2 separate regions of the Arachis hypogaea genome follow, and region 1 is linked to region 2. Evidence: chromatin contacts called from public Hi-C data. All regions are on one chromosome and are shown on one strand. The core of a region is the stretch at or near the end of the contact, and the rest is flanking DNA. Distances in the headings are between cores, read along the strand shown.

Evidence for each region. Hi-C and Micro-C count contacts between places; a contact is called where the count stands out from the background.
Region 1: a Hi-C map of leaf shows a contact between it and region 2, with 2.3 times the contacts expected there. The contact joins the enhancer-like site here to the promoter of LOC112718193 in region 2. A contact is called at or near these places in 2 of 8 Hi-C or Micro-C datasets (leaf and an unstated tissue).

Annotation. Positions count from the first base shown.
Region 1 is chr10:17,031,772-17,035,576 of arahy.Tifrunner.gnm2.J5K5, reverse strand. No RefSeq gene overlaps it. Among protein-coding and RNA genes, the nearest start is that of LOC114924527, 43 kb to the left of the region's middle. Within about 2 kb of position 1,921, at least 3 of the 3 cell types and tissues checked have open chromatin away from gene starts, as enhancers often do.
Region 2 is chr10:16,909,355-16,913,520 of arahy.Tifrunner.gnm2.J5K5, reverse strand. LOC112718193 reads right to left here and starts at 1,993. Exons shown (of 6, transcript XM_072204672.1): 1 at 1,696-1,993; 2 at 773-1,101; 3 at 281-643; 4 at 110-196; 5 at 1-37. The coding sequence starts at 1,878. The coding sequence ends at 505.

The sequences.
Region 1 (3,805 bases), core at 672-3,171, 120 kb before region 2:
TGTCATTATTGTGGAACTGGTCGATCTAGAGTTGAATGACCATAAGGTTACGTGATAGAATGTTAGTCAGTTTAGTTTCATTGTTATCATTTTGAGCACATATTTTAAAAGGAATGACAAAATCTTCAAGAAGTCTGTGAATCGTATAGCTATTTGGGCATCAAAAGAAAATGAGAATTCAAAAATAAAAAGAAGAGTAACAGCATGAGCCGAAACGGTGCCGTTTGAATTTTTATATAAAAAAATAAATGGGAAAGTCTAGCAACCATTTACACCTATTCTTTAATAACAACTTCATAATCAAATCCTGCCTAGTCTGCCTCTGCACGACAAACACAATGATTATCAAAATTCGTAGGGTTTAAAGATTTAAATTTATTTTATGTTTTTTTATTGTATTTTATTTCTATTATTTTTTATTATTTTCGTAACCTTAATATTTAATAAAATCATTAATCGATTTCTGGTATTTACAAATTGTACATTAATATTATAAAAAATAACTTATGGGAGACATCAAAAAATAATAATTAAACTTAATTATAAAAAAAATTTATATCCAACAGAGACTAGTCTATAGTCACAGTTAAAAATATTTCGGCCACACCATTTTTAATAACATAAACTGCACAATACTGACTATAAATTCGTTTAATTTAATTAATGCAAACTTTATCCAATTATATATTAATGAAACCAATTAACGTAATAAATTAAATATATTTTTATATTTTCGTTAGATACTTTATAATCATTCTTAGTTGGTTTAATGAATACCTATTTACATTTTAATTGAAACAATTCTTTTTTAAATTAAGGTCATACATTTTTAATTATTCAAAATTTTAAATCTTGTCAATTTTTAAATTTCGACCTTAAACAATAAACTCTCTCTCTTACCTTCAAACTTCAATTCTAAAGTATAAATTCTAAACTCTCTCGACACTAATTTCTTTGAATCTTGAATCCTAAATCCTAAACATGCAATCACATTCATTAAACTCTTAACTTTAAATCTAAAATCCTTAACTTCTTAAATTAAAACCTAAATCCTAACACCATAAATACTAGATCATAATCTAATAAACTCTAAACTCCATAAATACCATAATTTATAAATTCTAAATCCTAAATTCTAATTTTCAAATCCTAAATCATATACAATAATCTTAATCCTAAACCTAAAATCCTAAGCTACAAAGTCTAAATTATATACATTAATCCTAAATAAAAAATCTTAATTAATATCCTTAAACCCTACACCAAAATAATAAGAAAATATATTATGTTTTAAATAAAAAACTAAAGATAATTACATATAAAATTACCTTTGAACCTTTTAACTTATCAAAATTGTAGTTATTGGATGTGAAACAACATTTTAAATTTTATTTATAATTTTTCTTACTAAATTAACAATTACTACCATATATATACTTCTTTCAATAATTAAGAATCATGTTCACCAAAAACCTTTTTATTTTCTCCAACTAACCAAAATTTTAACTCTCTTACACTAAGTGCAATAAACGAACAAAAAGCCCACTACACAATATACCAAAAATCCTATACTAGTTATGCACAAAAAAATCCAACATCACAATCATTATTTTATATATATATATATATATATATATATACTTCTTTCAATAATTAAGAATCATGTTCACCAAAAATCTTTTTATTTTCTCCAACTAACCAAAATTTTACCTCTCTGCACTAACAGTGCAATAAACGAACAAAAAGCCTACTACACAATATACCAAAAATCTTATACTTACTATGCACAAAAAAGTCCAACATCATAATAATCATTATTAGGTATGAAAAATTTCTCACCTAATTAATCTCTTTCTGCGATATTAACTGCGCATCATATGTCTCCAAACAGCCAATGTCTCTATATGGGAAACAATGTCACACGCGTCAGCCAGATGACTCCTCCACATCGCTTCAGCAGCTGAAGAAGAATAACTTTTTCATCACCGTAGCATTGGCCATATAATAATTGTTCGTTGAAATAGAATATAAAAAAATATTTATTTATTTATTTATTTTGTGGATTCACGGATCTGCGAATACTTACATAAAATTCGCAATCTAATTCTATTAGTGTGCCGATTTGATCCAATTCAATCCGATAATTTTGCAGATCAAATTCATATTTACAATTTTTAGATTGAATTTGAATAAACACTGTGAATATGTAAATCGAATCCAATCTCACATTATTTCTAGTAGCATCGTGTTGAGATACAGCTATTCAGAACTTAATCTAAATTTTTATCCACACATAGATTGTTAAAGCATTCATTAACATTCTTTTGAATTACCACCATTACTGGTAAATTGTATGCGAACACCACAAAAAACAATAAATTATAGGTTTTTTTTAATTAGCACAGTGTTTTAACTCTTGTAAAATGTGTTAAAATACTTTGAAAAATGATGCAGTTTTGCGTTTTACAATTAAGTTACATGAATTTTGTGAAACCAGCGCTATATGAGGAAATGATTATTTTCACTCTTTAAAAAAATTAGTTTTTCTTAAAATAGCAAAAAAAAGTGAATATTTTAAAATTTATTTTATTTTATTAAAAATTAAATTTTTTTAGAAAAGACACTTAATAAATATTACAAAAACATATTTATACTTTGTATTGTGTAGCTTAAAACTGCATAATGCAAATTACTTATAACTAAATCAGTCACATACACACATAGAATCATTAATGTCAAACAATTTAACCCTGAATATGACAATACTATATATTTATTTTTTTTAATAAATTAAACTCCTTAATGTAGGTCGCATCATGTATTATAATGATACAGGTGGCAGCATGCACCTACTTACGAGTACCCAATCTAATCGAATAGAGTTACCAATCTGATCTGCAGTGAATAGGATAGAATAAGAAGTAGGTAAAGTTTTCGTAACCTGCGCTATGTGTGTGTATTTTAAGTAGATGTTGAATCAAAGATCTCTCACTAAATATAAAATATTTTTAGTCATTAAAAGAATATCATTAATTGATAATTTAATACATTTTTTAACATAAATTCAATTTTATTTTAAATTATTATCAAGTTATATAATAATATTGCATCTATTTGATAACTTGCGGATAGAATTGAGTATCCACGGATTAAAAATAGTAAAACTAGGGTTGGATATTCTTAATCTGTGGGTCGAATAGAGTTAAGTTTATATAAAAATCTTAACCTACAAATAAAATTATAGTTGGATCCAAATCCTACCCTACCTTACCATTATCACCCCCTCTATAATGACTTGCTTCAAACTGCTTTTATTGGTATAAGTTGTGAAACCACCTTCATTTAATATACCAGAATTATCGTTGTCCTTATTTATGCATACAACTTTCATAATAGTCACAATCAGAGTTTGTTTGGATTATTTCTTTTTTTACAAGTGAAAAATATATTTAAAAAAAACTTAAAAGTATTTTTATTAGATTTTAGACATAGACATATTTTTTTAAAAAAGATACTTTAATTAAAATAAGTAAATTATTTATTTTTTAGAAGCTAATAATACCTTTCAAAAGAAAATAAAAACAAAAGAATTTTTAATTATTTTCTTTATCAAAATAATCATTATAATTGTCAATAATTATATTTATATCATTATTATTTTCTGCTTCTTTAACCTAATTTTACCTATAAATTTTAATTTTTTCCACATATATATACTCTATAAATCTTAATCTTGCATAAATTATTTTGTATATGGATTAAAAAAAATGTAATTCACTCATATTGACCTTTGGGTGTTATATAA
Region 2 (4,166 bases), core at 744-3,243:
TAAATGAAGCAAGACTATCATTTCATGTGACTGATTCCTGCAAACCCACACACATAGTAAGAATCCCGACAAAATCTTTTCCAAATTGTAATGAGAAGAATGTAATTACCAATATGCTTGGACACACACAATAGAAATCTCGCTTGAATCTAGATGACTCGGTGTCGTTTAAAGAGTAGCACATCCATTGAATTACCTACACAATTTATTTAGCTAGTGTAAGCTAAATCCCGATATAAAGATAGTGAATAAAAACACATGATTAAGTTCATATACTTACGCAGCTGTTGACCCAACTGCGGGGTTTCAAGGACCAGAAGTTCTTCCTTTGTAATACCATGTAGTCCCGCCCTTCATACTTAGCTAAATCTTGATCTTCGTCCAAGGACGAGCTAACTATCCATGTTCTGATTTGTTCCTCCTTAGTCTCCCCCAACTTTATATTTCTTAGCGTTGGATGAATTGAATGTATCAGGGAAGGGGTTAGAGTCTTTTCAAACTGAGTTAAATCGAGTGAAAAGCTCGATCTCCCTGGACTCGGTGTATGGTAGCTTGATTTATTTGGCAACACCATTTGCAGGGGCTGCATGATGATGGCATTTGTTTCGCACCCTTGTTCAACATTATTGAGATATCGAATTCGCTGCAAACGAATGCAACATGAATTTAGATAAAATAACAAGTTATGCCTAGCTAGACGGGTAATCACATGGCACGGGTATGAAAAATAAAGAAGATAAACATACAGCAAGGTAATCCAAAAATCACTAACCGGTCAAAATCATAGTCACTGAGCTGTACAAGTGCTGCTGGCGGTGTGTGTGGAGATCCACTTTTGAGGTCAGTATTTTCTTCTTGAGGACTATTAAGATTGCCCTTGACCACGGGATCCGCTTGTTTTACATCATGTGGCAGAGGCTGCTGTTGGAATAACTGTATCCTTCTAGCAAGCGGCACGTCGTCATCATCATCAGAATCTGCGACTACCAATGGTGCACCATTGCTTCCTGGTAAATTTTCTCTTAGAATTGCTTTTTTGTTGCCGCGTCTAGATCGGTTTTTGCGGACAGGCAACTTTCTCCTCGTACCAGTCTTGGATTCCTGTGGTGTAAATGCATGCATATCGTCATTTGCATAAAAAATACTGATACTCTTCATCATAGATATTGTCATTTGAATGAAAAAATAAACACACATGATAATAACACAATTTATTCTAATTAACCAAAAGAGTTAACAACTACATGCACATCACAGCATGTTTCACACTAGCCAATGAAGGAATATACAAAGATTAAGAAGGATGCATGAAAATACTAACAAAAATGAATAACAAATTAGCAATCCAATTCAAAGCATAAACCCCTTTTAGCATCTTAAATGCATTTGTCTACATAACAAAGACAATCTAAATTAAGAATCAAAACCGACCGTTGCAAACAACTCTCCCAATTTTCATTTCCAAACATCATCCATCAAAACCAAACATTTGATTCCATAGTAAAGTTACCTTCCAATTATACAAACTGAAGATCTATGAATAAAAACAACCATCCAATCCTATAATCGAGTAACTCTCTATCTATCATAAAAAACAACCATCCAAAACCCTACTAAAGTGAACAACCAAAACCCAACTATAGTGAACATCAAATTCAAATTAGCGCATGAGCTATCATGAAGAAAATACATCACCTTATCCGCTTCCTTATAGCTTTGCTGAGATGTAGTCTTGGCTTGGGTAGACGGAGATTTGTCAGTTTCTTTGCGGGGCTTTTTACACCCTCTTTTCTCGTTAATTGCTTTACTCGAGGACTGTTCCTTCTGTTTTTTCTCTTTAATTGCACTGTTGACTAGGCAACCCTGTGTGTTCAACATGGGACAACAAATAGATGGAAAAAACTAATGTGAACCTTATGGCACAAGGCAAACAGAACAAAGTTGCAATCTATCATCAAAACCAACCATCTAAAGCCCTACTATAGTGAACACCTAAAACCCTACTACATGCGAACATCCTCAATTACAACCACACCAATCATCAATGAAATCTATTTTCACAGAATCAATCAACTTGGAAGCCCCATAAAGCAATTCTTTCATACATAAAAAGCCATCCAAATAAAGATATCATACGTTATCTATCCAGTTCAGATCAGAACCTAATTAGAGCATTTTAAATCCATCTGTTTACTTAACAAACTTGACTCAAATAAAACCTCAATAAAAATAAGGCACAACAAATGTAATCAAACAAGCCTTCAACATAAAAACATGTAAATATCGTTCATGGTAATTGAAGTCAGCTCTCCCAAACGTTCATTAATAAACAACATACATCAAAACAAGCCATGCAGCCACATAATGAATTAACTTTACAATTTTGTAATGGCAAATTCTATGATAAGGATCAACCATGCTATCAAATAAGTAAGGATCCAAATAAATGAGCTCGCGAGCTAACATAAGGAAAGCAAATCACCTTTTGCGCCTCCTTATAATTTGGATGAGGTGTAGTCTTCTCTTTGGTAGGCGGTGATTGGTCAGGGTCCTTGCGGGGCCTTTTACACCTACCTTTCTCGTTAACTGCTTTACTCGAAGAATGTTTCTTTTGTTTTCTCTTTTTCCTTGCATCGTTGACTATGCAACCCTGTGTGTTCAACATTGGGCAACAAAGAGATGAAAACAAACAACGTGAACTGCCAAATGCACTTTTGTTCAACTAGATTATAAAAAATGCATTATTAGAGATTGAACCTGTGAGATAACATGGTCGGCCTTCTTATCAAGTTCATTAGTGGTCCATTCAACATTCCAAGGCTCGAGTACTCGACATTCATGCAGCAGACCATGCTTTAAGCGCTGAAAGTACAAAACATATAAAGAAATAACTTAAATTTTAAGAATTACACCTACAGCCGTACATGGGTTTTAAATTTAAGTAATTTATTGCCATTACCAGCAACACAAACATGCACCCACCGCATGTTTCCTGATTCTCGTCTTGTAATTTTCTTATCGCATCTCGTAGCCACTTTAACATGTGATATGGCCAATGAAACCTTTTTGGGTTCGAGACATCCAATATCGGTGGGAGGTGTCACGGAGAAATAGTCTGCTGGCTTGTGGAGTTCAGAAACATCTTCAAAACAACCATGATAAAGTATCTTCTAAAGGTCATCCTCTGTTGCTCGGTCTCTATCAGATAAGCAAAGACAAAGTCCCGCAGTTGGGTTGTAGTTTTCTTCTGAAATTCTCTCTTAATTGCCAAATGCAATTCATTTTTTTCTGCAGTTTGGGGATTGGGTCCCCTGCGTAAAACGAAACAGTTTACCACAATCAGTACGTGTCAACATCGGAAAAAGCATTACCATGCAGCAAAAGCTTTACATCTTACATAATTTACACTAACCTCGAGAAGGTATGGCGAATTCATTGTCGATAAGTTCTGCAGAAATGCGAATGTCCCCGCCGTCGACCCTGAGAGTGTTTGTCTCCACGTCATAGGCCCTAGCTAGTTGGAGCATGATGCTCTGCTTCACATGCCATTGTGGTACCGGCGCAGGAAATCAAATCCAATGGCCTCAATCTCGGCCAACTTAGCTTGCTCATTATGTCATTCAAAGTGGGTAAATAAGTTGTTAATGTAGCAAGGTGAGCAACACGTCTCGACTAGTTTCTGTTAAGCAAAACAAATGTGGATCAGCAAATTATCATAAAAAATATCCAGATATGTTCATGTATTCATGTAATCAATGGGATACCTTTTTACCCATCTGAGTTTGTCTTCGGCCGGTTTAGAGTTTGTTTTGTCTTTGCTAAGTCTGGTGTAGTTGCTGTTTTCAACTAGCTGCATTATTGCAAGTACTAATTACTTAAAAGAAAAGAAATAAAATAAAATCCCCTCATTTCTAACACTCGACTCTCATTCTACCCTCAATTCCAGCAACAATCCAAGATGCTCTCAAAATCAATTCCAGGAGCATTTAACAATAAAAAATAGCGACATAAAAAATTCAAAGACGATCACTCCATTATTTTATGGATTAATTGATCTTAAACATTCAACCTGTTTTATAAAAATAAAGGTCGACGATTGATAGAATTCCATTAGAAAAAATTCTACCAAAGTCGTCATGTAATAAGATCACACATGAATGTTCATC